Linked DNA regions of Mus musculus: region 2 is linked to region 1. The links are chromatin contacts, called in public promoter capture Hi-C maps. All regions are on one chromosome and are shown on one strand. The core of a region is the stretch at or near the end of the contact, and the rest is flanking DNA. Distances in the headings are between cores, read along the strand shown. Region 1 overlaps Zc3h13 (zinc finger CCCH type containing 13). Region 2 holds the start of Erich6b (glutamate rich 6B).

Region 1 (5,259 bases), core at 1,786-4,285:
AAAGAGAAATAACTCCTTCAATATATTAATTAGTCAAATACAATAGGATATTATACCCTTTCTGTTATTTTATAGAAGAGCTATTATAAAATGTCAATGAATTAATCATAATTAAAATCCCTATATTTTCTTAGAAACATATGAATAGGCTGGAAGCACCTGAAGGGACTTTCTCAGTAAGCACTGATGTTCTAGTCTTGGAATGGTGGTTAAGGCACTTCTCCATGTTAGTCTACTGTAGCCTCAGACAGCATTCTAAAATACAGTACTTAAGTCCTGTAAGTTCTTGGTCCTTGTTCTAGGACTCCACTCAGCCACTGTAACACAAAAGGGCAGGGGCTGTGCTCTGATACAAGTTTATTTGCAGTTATAGGCAACAGTCTATATATCATCTAGCACTGGTCTGTTTTAGCTTACACTGAAAAGGTACTGAAATTTTTAAAGGTAAAACGCTCTTAGATGAAGGTATAAATCACATTAAAATGCATTCAACAAATGTCAACTCCGTAGTTAAGAGTGCTCACTCCAGAGAACAGCAAAGAGGTGGAGAAGAGAGATTTTTATGGTGCTTACTTTTAGTACTTCCAGTCTATTATAATGTTTCTAAGAAAATATAGGAACTTTAATTATGATTAATTCATAAATACATTTCAAGTCTCAATTATTATGTAACTTCAATTTCTTCTTAAAGCCAACCATTTTTTGAAAATAACATTTCTTTAACAATTTCATTTTAATTATTTTATGTATTAAATTATATTTTAAATTTTAAAACTTAGTATTGAGGAATTTTAACATTTACAAATGGAAGAAAATCCCAAAAGATATAATAAAGTTCTGGAAGTGGGAGAGAAAGAATAAGGAAGTTGAAATAGGTAATATAAACAACCTTTTCTATTCTTGAAATACTACTATATACCTGTTTCTGTCTGATAATTCATTATAATCAATAGGATACTTCTAAAGCAATATGAAGATCACAGTTAAAAGATAATCTCAAAACTCTCAATAGGCCAGTGAATAATCAAGATTTTATTAGCTAAACGAGGATTTTCAAACTCACCATCTCTGTTAGTTTCCCATTCTACATTTTCTTCTTCACTTTCTGGAGTTCTCTCCTTAACAATTTTTATGTCTTCCTTGTCTCTATGTCTCCCTCTTGAAGATTCTTTCTAAAGAGTACATATATACACACATTCAGGTTACCATATGATTAAGACGTCTGAGGTCATTATTGACTACATAGCATTTCCCTTTCACTCAGCGTTGTTTCTGAGGGAGGAGGACCTGTGTCATTTACCTGCAAGGTCTAGTGCAGCTACAGGAAAGTATTTACCAAAGAACAACAAGGTAAATGTAAGAAGTAGCTCAAATATTTTTTAAAATGCAATGAAACCCAATCTTTTGATGTTCTATTCCATACTAAGCTTCCATGTAAAAGCCCACTAGGTAAAAAACAGTTTAAAATTACTACAATACAATAGAAAGATTAGCTAAGTAACCGTACATAAAATCCAACTTTAAAAGACTAAACCACTGAGCAGACTCTAAAAAAAATTTAGGCCTTAAAATTTTTTCTATATACTAAAGGATGCATTCAAATTCATTTTAATAATTTTATAAAAACTTAAAAAAAGTGGTTAAAACAAGTGTTATTTAACATAACTAATGTATTAATCCTTAATACTGAGTTAAACACTATAAAACACTAGGGTTTAGATGTTACTCTAAGCTTAATAGTAATCTATGGAAAATAGTAATTCAATTTATAAAGTAATTCAGTAATTTAACTGAATACTCTGTTCCATAAGATTCCAAACCACATTTTACTAAATAATAAGAAAATAATCAAAGCCCCTTACAGTGAATTTACCACTTTTAGTCTAAATACTAACTATGAATGTCAGTTAGATTAAGAGCTCAAACTTCTGAGTATTTTCAGTTATAAAACTTGGTTGCCTGAAACATAAATTAATTTTTCTTTAAAGTTTTCTTTTTAAATAATCCCTTTAAATTTTATACATTTAGGTATAAATTACAAACATCAATTCCAAAATTACATTATGTTTTTGCTTGCTAGCAATACAGGTTGACCAAAGACTACATAAGAATTAAATTTGTCACAGAAAATTTACAAAAGATCAAGAAATAAAGAAACGGGTGTTTGTTGGATGGCAAGAAGAAGAAAAGAAAGACAATTACTGTAGCATAAAGAGCAGAGTGCCTAATACCAGTGAAAAACTGTCCTATGTCCAAGGCAACTTCTGAATGTACACCACATACCCATTCTGAAAATATTTTTATAAGAAACTAACTCCAAAATAGTGAATACAACAACCAACTTTCTAAAGTACCACACAAAACCTAGCTACTAACAAAAATAACAAGAGTTTCAGAGTAGCAGTACTGGCACAGTGAAATACTCAAGGTGATCTGTATCTACATGTAACAGACTATTTAGATCACATTCTGAACTAGAAGTACAATAATCAATACAGCTCTCTGTTATATAAGCAGTTCATACCTATAGGTTTAAAACCGTCTAATCTTGAGTTGTTCTTATTTTCTCAACCCAATTGACTCTGTCCAGAGATCACATAGACCTTCTATCATACAGTATGCACTCAGGCTTCAACATGTGGGAGAATTTCAAGTTAGAAGATTATATTTTTTTCCTATCATACAGTAACCAACCCACTTCAAATCATAACGCTCATTTACAAGTGTGTTGGCTAGCTTTATGTCAACTTCACACAAGTTAGAGTCAACTGAGAGGAGGAAGCCTCAATTTAAAAAAAGTTTCCATAAGCTCTGGCTGTAGGGCAATTTCTTAACTAGTACTGATGGATGAGGGAGGGTCCAGCTGACTGTGGGTGGGGCCACCCCTAGGCTAGTGGTCTTCTGTTTGGTAAGAAAGCAGGCTGAACAAGGCCAGGGAAATAAGCCAGTTTTTTTTAATGGTGTGACCTTGCCGCATCAAGAACTCTCCAGGGCAAGCCCCACATTCAATACAAACCGGGTGGGTGGCTTTAAGATTGAGGGAGGAGGAAATAACAAGCACACGTGCAGTTGGGTGGGTCAGGAGGTCAGGGAGGGAGGGTCAGGTCAGGGAGGGTGGGCCCGGCCTGGGAGGTGAGGCGGGTGAAAATGATCAAAACACATTACATGAAATTCTCAAAGAATAACATTATTAAAAATTTCAAAGCATATTAATTAACAATGCTGCCTATGATCAATCCTATGATCAAACATACCAATATGTTTATATCAAAGCCTAAGAACTTATCATCTACGTGTGATTTACAACTGGATCACTTCAATTAAGACCAAGTTGTGATGTCTAGTAAGTCTGTGCCTAGCTTGGTAAAATGTTTTAGGTTTCTTCACTTCAGAAATCCAATGTTTATGGAGTTTTACATTACTTTCAGTTATAGTTTCTTTTCTTGAACATTTACTTGTGGGACAAATTATGTTCATTACAAGTCTTATTTTATATAGTAAGGAGATACTACAACGAATCTAAAATAAAAGTATTGAAGCTAGTAATTGAAAAGTAGTATTGTAAGTGGATAAGTAGCCAAATAAAATGTTATTTTTTTAAAGAAATATAATTCCAACCTTATGGAAGGAAATGTCTAATAACAATTTAGAATTACAAAAATCCTTTATTAGAAAATTTAACAGGGAAAAATTATCTTCCAAGATTTCCAGTGGCAGCTCCCTACTGTATATCCTTCCACTCCTATTTCTAGAAGGCTCTAAATATCAGAAAATTCGTTATTAATCATTATCTTTCCAGACTCTATTGATGAGGACTAGTTCTAGTCTTTGGAATTATACAAAACAAGTCTAGTACTTCTTTCCTTTCACTTGCTAACTCTTTAGATATTTGAACATCATTACTAAATCCCATCAGTACCTTTTTCTATCAGACCAAGAGCCAGAGACATCTCATATTTATCACAGATTTGTATTTCATGTTCTTCACTTTCACTAATCTACTATCTTCTCTATACTAATATGCTATTTAGCTTTCTGTTGCTATGATAAAACATTTACCAAAATCAAACTGAAGGAGGAAAGGGATTATTACATTAAGGGAAGCCAAGACAAGAAGCTCAAGACAGGAGTTAAAGCAGAAACTTTTTTAAGAAGAGAAATGAAAATTATTATACTTGATATCCCAAATAAAGTGTTATTGCAGGCTGAGCATCCCTAGTTCAAAACTCCAAAATCTGAAATGTTCCAATCTGAGCTTCTGAGCACCAGCACAGGCCAGGTGGGAATCTAGAGCTGTCCCCATGTAAAGGTTCCCTAAAAATACAGGTGCACAAAACCCAGAAAACTCACCCTCAGGCTTCATGAACACATTATATGAAATACAAATAAATCTCCCATTGACATAGGGTTGCCATCCCCAAGGTGGCTTACTATGTATAAGCAAATAGCCTAAAACCCAGGGGGGAGGGATCTAAAATTTAAAACATTCTGGTCTCCAGCACTTTCAGATAAGTCATATTTAACTTATCCCTAAAATATGGAGACTGAAAAATAGAGAAGAAACCACAAGGGATCGGCGTAACAGAAGAGATATTAAAGAGTTCACAGAAAAATCACACTTAAGATACATGCGAATGCTTACACTTCACAAGAAAAATATAAATGAAAACTAAACTGACACACCATCAATTCCCCTATCTTGCTGGAAAAACAATTATGGCAAAACATACCAGAAAGGCAAAAGAAAAGGAGCAAGAATAACACATACCAACAGCAGCACGAGGCTGCTTAGCCCTGCTGGCCTACGTAGCAGTCCTATTTCTTCAGATATATCTTGCTCTAAGACACACTTTTTTATATATATGTCAAGTACACAATCACTCACCACAGCTCTACCGCAGGAGCAACACGGAAATAACCTAAATCCCCATGCACAAAAGACTGGTTGAATAGTGCATGGTATAGTTGAACAATGAAACACCAGCCTGAGAAGTCTTTCAATATATTGCTATGGACTGATCACCTGTTTATTTAAAAAAAAAAAAAAAAGCTTAAAAAGTCAAGTGAAATTTAAGGTCATCTTTCATGTATAAAAAATGTACACTAAAATTTATGTGCATATACACAAGATGTCTATCAGCATATGCATGTAACATATGCATCATACACAAGTGCACATATATACAGATAAAACAGAAGGAAAGTAAAAATAAATGTGGTCTATGAGGAACAAGGCAGAGCAATCAAAAGATGGACACC
Region 2 (5,259 bases), core at 1,037-3,536, 340 kb before region 1:
ACTACATTAATCATCACGGAGGGACTGCACTGAAAGACAACAAAATCAGCCTCTTTTTGGTGGGGCAGGAAGAACACAGGTGGGGTTGATCCTGCACTGTCACAGTTGTGCCTCCCAAGATGGACTGGGTCAAATGAAAGAATGAAACCAGGACTAGTTTGATCCACACCATTGGCTGAGATCTCAGAAGGGTGAAGGATTTTCTGCTCAGGGTCCTCTTAGTAGATGTATCAGGAGAGACAGAGGGTAGAGCTCCTCCCTGGCTCAGTGCAAAGGAAGCCTTGAGCTGGGGTAGGTAATTGTGAGATGCCTTCCAACAGACCTGAGGACATCAGACAAGGCAGTTCATTAAAAACTCTGCCTGCGTCTTTCCTGTCAGACTTGATGTGCCCATCAGGGGTGACTCAGCCACTTTTCTCATTGCTGTGACGTAATACTTGACAGGAATAAATTAGGGGAAGATTCATCTTGGCTCACGGTTTCAGAAGGATCAGTCTACCGTGGTAAGGGAGGCATGACAGGGAGTCCCACCGCAGTAGGGGTGCTTGGCGGGTTCTTCACACAAAGCCTGAAGCAGGAAGCAGAGAACACAGACTGGGACCAGAAGCAAGTAAAACCTCCAGTGATCCTAAGTCCCAAAGGCTCCCCAGCTTCCAGAACAGCGCTACCATCTGGGACTCAAGTGTTCAAACACATGAGCTTACAGGGGACATTTAACATTTAAACTACAACACAGTCTCTGCTATTAGTGCTACATCAATCAATACTAAGAGTCAATCTGGCTTGTATTTAGTAGTAAGAGGGCAAGAATTCAGGCAATGGAATCACATGACACTGGCACCTCAGAGCTAGAGCAAGCCTTGGTCACATGATCAGTCCTGAATCTGGGGCCTGCTCCCCCAGGCTGTTCTTGTTTCTAGGTTTGTGTAGAGAAAGTGTGTCTTTACCCCCCCCCCCCCCCAGCTCTCACACTGTACCTCTGCAAGTCTCACATCTGTCGGCACATCTGCCTCACTCACAGGATGCAATTCCACCTCAATGCCTGGCTTACTGTGAGCTCTCAACAGAAGTTTGTACACTGAATTAATGAGCTGCAGAAGAGAGGCATACAGGAGACTGACTGCAAATGGTTTGGATGTTTCATCCACCTAACCTTCCAATGGGGTGAGTGATGGGCTCAGACAGTGAAGCCAGGAGTGGATGAAGACATCGTTGAGTGAACCCTGGGACCCCTGGGCTTCCCTGGGATTCTGGAAGCAGGTGTTTAGAAAACCTGCAGGAAACAAGGGGGCAGATCTCACTTCCGTCATGGGGAGTCCTACAGTGTTCTGCGAATCTGGAACACTGCTGTCTGGAACTGTTTATAAGTCCTGTTATTTAGCTCTCTGGCAGGGCCCTTGCTGGAAGGCAGCTGCTTTTCCTCTTGAGGGGGACTACTGATGGCTGCTTCTGTTTTGCTGGTCTGAATCCACCTTCAAACATGCCAGGGACAAACTCTAGATTCCCAAAGCTTCACTAAACCCTCATGCACCAATTGCTGTAGCCTTTACAAACAGACACCCAGTGCCCTGCTGAGAATATTGTCTAGGGCTTATTTACTTATTTGCTTTCTTTTAACAAATAGGATTTCAAATATATTGGAATTTGGCCGTTGAAAGGGGGTGACTTTGAGCTTGCAGTCATCGGTACAGAACACTTGTGAAAAGCCAACCTTTGGCTTTGGCTCTGCTCCCTCTTGACCCCCCCCCCCCAGGCTAGGTAGGGGGGTGCTGTTTCTCTCAAACCTCCCAAAAGTGAGAGGCAGGGGTGGGTGAGTGGGTGGGTGGGTGGTGGTGGTGGTGGTGGTAGAAAAAACCTGAGTGACCTGCTTTGAGTCCCAGGGGTAGGCCTGGGCAAGACAAGTTTTAATTTGAGGATTCTTTTCAGTGCCTGGATTCTCTGGAGGAGACGAACCCACCCCTTTATTTGTACTGGACCAGTAGAACACCACTCTTCACAGGGGGAGGATGGTGTCAAGGCAGGAAACAGAAAGATCAAGGTAGTGCAGGAGTAGAAAAAACAAAACAGACAAAATAACAAGCAACAAAGGGGTCTGGGTACTTGGCATATCCCGTTGCTATCCTTGGACTCTGCCACCCTGGACTCTCTCTCTCCATTGCTTCTTCCTTTCCAGGGCCCAAAGGCTGGAGGAGCCCAGGCCTGGCCTTCAGAGCTCTTACCCAATCTTGGATCCTGGCCGCGAGTCAACTGCACCCTTCCAATCTCGAGTTTAAGTCGCTCTCTGTTACCATGGGAACGGAACACGCATCTCTACCACTTCTCTGTTGTTTCGGGCATTCTATACCTTGGACCCTTAGCTTCCAGTTCCCAGCCAAAGGAGGAGAGGGGAGAGGGAGAGGGAGGGAAGGGAGTCTGGCTTCTAAGGTGAAAAGATGGTAGGAGTGCCTCCCAGGGCATCCCGTGTGGACTCACCTGCGCTGGAACCCAGGACCAACATCTCTAAGCCCCTGGGTGTCACCATCAGCTCATCGGCTCCGTTGAGTGCTATCCATGAGACAGAGAGTTGCCTTTGGGAACATGCATGGGCCTGATCTGGAGTCAGGGGACAGAACCCCGGTGAAATGTACTGATCGTGACTCTAGATGGACTCGCTGGTGTTGCAGGGTGGGTTGGGATGGACGGAGAGGAGGTCAGACCAGCCGATTTGAATACAGGGGTGGGCATTTCTGGTACTTGTACAGAAGTTTCATCAGAAAGAGAGCTGGGCATTTGAAATGTGATGCTTTGTTGTGATTTCCCATTCTTAATAAGCAATTGTGTTTGCATCTAAGTTTGTAATTCCAATTCTTTCTTTTCTGAGTGAGTCTGACAAGCTGTATAAACTGCAGGTTTCTGTGACGCCTAAGCAGTCACTAGGACTGTGTGTTCCTGGCTAATAGTGCCTCCTGGTGGCCTGGGCTAGACTCCTGGGAAGAGCTGAGAACAACAACAACACAAAAGAAACTGCTGGGAAAGTAAGGGGCACAGACCCACCGGGAAACCAGTAAACAGAGAACAGTCGGTGGCCGTTTCTGCCCCTCTCCGAGGCAATGAGGAGACCCAGGCGAGGCTCATAAAGGTATTGCTGGGCAGGAGAGTGGAGAACTGATCTGGCTGCTTTGGGTATGCTTTGGGTATCAAGCAGACTCAAGGGCAGTGCCAAGGGCTGGCCTGTGAGAATGGGTATAGCTGCCCCTCCCTGCCCGCACCATCATCTCCAATGCCCTTACATGAATCTAAGTAAAAAAGTGTGCTGTATTGTGTACACACAGCTTCAAGGAAAGTTTCCAAGTCTGTCATTTCAAGCAGTGCCCTTAGCTTCAGAGTCCATGTCAGGGTTCCCTTCCTGTCAGCCTGGTGTCTGGAATCTAGGCCATTGTTACTGTACAGTCTTCCACAAGATGGCGCCCACTGGTTTTATGTAGATGGGGTCATTCCTTTGGGGAGATTAAAAAAAAAAGATTTATTTATGTATATGAGTGCTCTATCTGCATGCCAGAAGAGGGCATCAGATCCCAGATTAGATGCTTGTGAGCCACCATGCGGTTGCTAGGAACTGAACTCAGGACCTCTGTGAGAGCATCCAGTGCTTTAATTGCTGAGCCATCATCTCTCCAGCCCCTGTGGGGATTTTCTTAAACACCTACTACATGCCTATATCATATTAGGAGGTGTTGGGAACATAGATGGAGTGAGACAGAAACATTACAGGTTTTAAGTTATTTAGTGACTAGCCTCCAAATACCACTGAATCGGTCATGGATCTGGGTGGGAATTTATCTGTCTCTTTCCTTTGGTAGTAATTATCAGCCCTACCTCTGGACCATCTTGCCCCAGGGAAGAAATGCAACCACAATGCTCACTCTTGGCAAAGGCAAGCCTAGGATCGTAGTGGATGGAGAGAGGCAGAGAGGCAGGCGGAGGTCCTTGTGAGAGTAATTACTGCCTGCCTCTCTGGGTTCAGTAAGGCATACATGCCATTAGGTCCCTGAACAAAGCATCTTTTCAGACATTTCCTACCCCACAAGGCTGCTTCTAGAGATGCCTTGCTCAGCTATCATGGAAGACTATGCTCTCTATTAGAGGCTGATAGGAAAATGGTGATAAGACAAATGTTTTCATAAATCTTGCCATAAGCACCCAATAAAGACATAGTTTACTTTCTTGTGGCCGTCTGCTTGATTTGGCCTTTCTACCTGGGTGCCCAGAAGAAACATCCATCCATGTAGCCTGGACTGTGGGTGGCCCCTCCCCCAAGCTACCCTTCCTCTAGTCTCTGTCATTTGATAAAGAGCTGCGCCATTGCTCCGACCAAGCACCTAGAGATGCTCTCCTGTGTCCCAGGTGAATGCGCTTCTGACTCCTAGGTCCTCTACCCAAACACATATCCAGAGGCTGATCATTCCTTCTGCTTCCTCTTCTCTGGGAGATTTTACAAGGCTCTTAGTTGGTCTTCTAATTCCCTCCCTCCATAGCTCACAAAGAGAGTAATTACTTAAAATATATCAGGTCATGGCTTTCCTCCTCCTTCTTTTTAGAAAGATAAAACTCAAGGCCTCCCTTCCCGTCCTCCCACTACAATCCCACCCGTGTACTATGACTTCCAGAAGGCTTGGCCTCAGTTTCCCAGGCATCTAAGCTGGGACACTGTGTTGACCCCCAAGTGGGGCAGCCTGGGAACTGACCTCACTTCTCTTTCTGTTGTCTGTCCCCTGTCTGCCTCTTTGATTCCCAAAGCAGACTTTCTGTCTTCTCCAGCCGTCAGCTACCAGGTCTCTCATTCGAAGGTTGCTTTTGGCAACAGGAGAACCTACAGCCTAATGGAGGGTCTAGGGACAGCATCTATTGCTTTCCTGTACCTGCCTGACACTTAACACACAGCCAGATGAGCCTAGACTGACAAGACTTTTTCGTAAAGCCTTGCTAGTGACTTCCTTTTACCACTTCTTGCTCCAGGTGACTGCAAATGGACTCAGTGGAATCTGTTTTAACATCTTTCAGAGACAATGGTTTTGAAGGAGCACTTAGCAAATGCTAGGTGTGATTTTTCTTCTTATTCAGAAGGCCCCAGCTTCTTCCTTTAAGGAAGAGGGTACAGGACATGGCTTTAGCCGTTGGTAGTATCCTCATTTCCACCGGCCTTTGTGTCTTGTACTGTGCCTATTTTATTTATTACCTATGTATGTATTTAGCGTGTCATATTCATGTGGAGTCCAGAGG

Evidence for each region. Promoter capture Hi-C pulls out the DNA fragments that hold promoters and counts their contacts.
Region 2: a contact with region 1 is called in a promoter capture Hi-C map of embryonic stem cells, with 4 times the contacts expected there. The contact joins the promoter of Erich6b here to the enhancer-like site in region 1. A contact is called at or near these places in 20 of 39 promoter capture datasets (the 3T3-L1 cell line, the C10 cell line, the HPC-7 cell line and 11 more), 2 of 15 datasets of contacts at CTCF or cohesin (pro-B cells and stem cell-derived epiblast-like cells), 12 of 484 Hi-C or Micro-C datasets (the N1E-115 cell line, Th1 cells, cortical neurons and 6 more), 2 of 115 datasets of contacts at active chromatin or transcription factors (embryonic basal ganglia and oligodendrocyte precursor cells) and 4 of 9 other capture datasets (adipose tissue, embryonic stem cells, liver and 1 more).

What each region holds. Positions count from the first base shown.
Region 1 is chr14:75,301,702-75,306,960 of GRCm38.p6, reverse strand. Zc3h13 (zinc finger CCCH type containing 13) reads right to left here. Exons shown (of 19, transcript NM_001359875.1): 5 at 1,064-1,172. Among named protein-coding and RNA genes, the nearest start is that of Zc3h13, 20 kb to the right of the region's middle. Within about 2 kb of position 3,035, at least 5 of the 459 cell types and tissues checked have an H3K27ac peak or open chromatin away from gene starts, as enhancers often do. A contact at or near this core is called in embryonic stem cells, where this site is marked.
Region 2 is chr14:75,639,249-75,644,507 of GRCm38.p6, reverse strand. Erich6b (glutamate rich 6B) reads right to left here and starts at 2,286. Exons shown (of 13, transcript NM_001369022.1): 1 at 2,220-2,286. Gm36219 (a long non-coding RNA gene) reads left to right here. Exons shown (of 6, transcript XR_383598.2): 2 at 1,022-1,164; 3 at 1,927-2,038; 4 at 2,174-2,664; 5 at 2,889-3,118.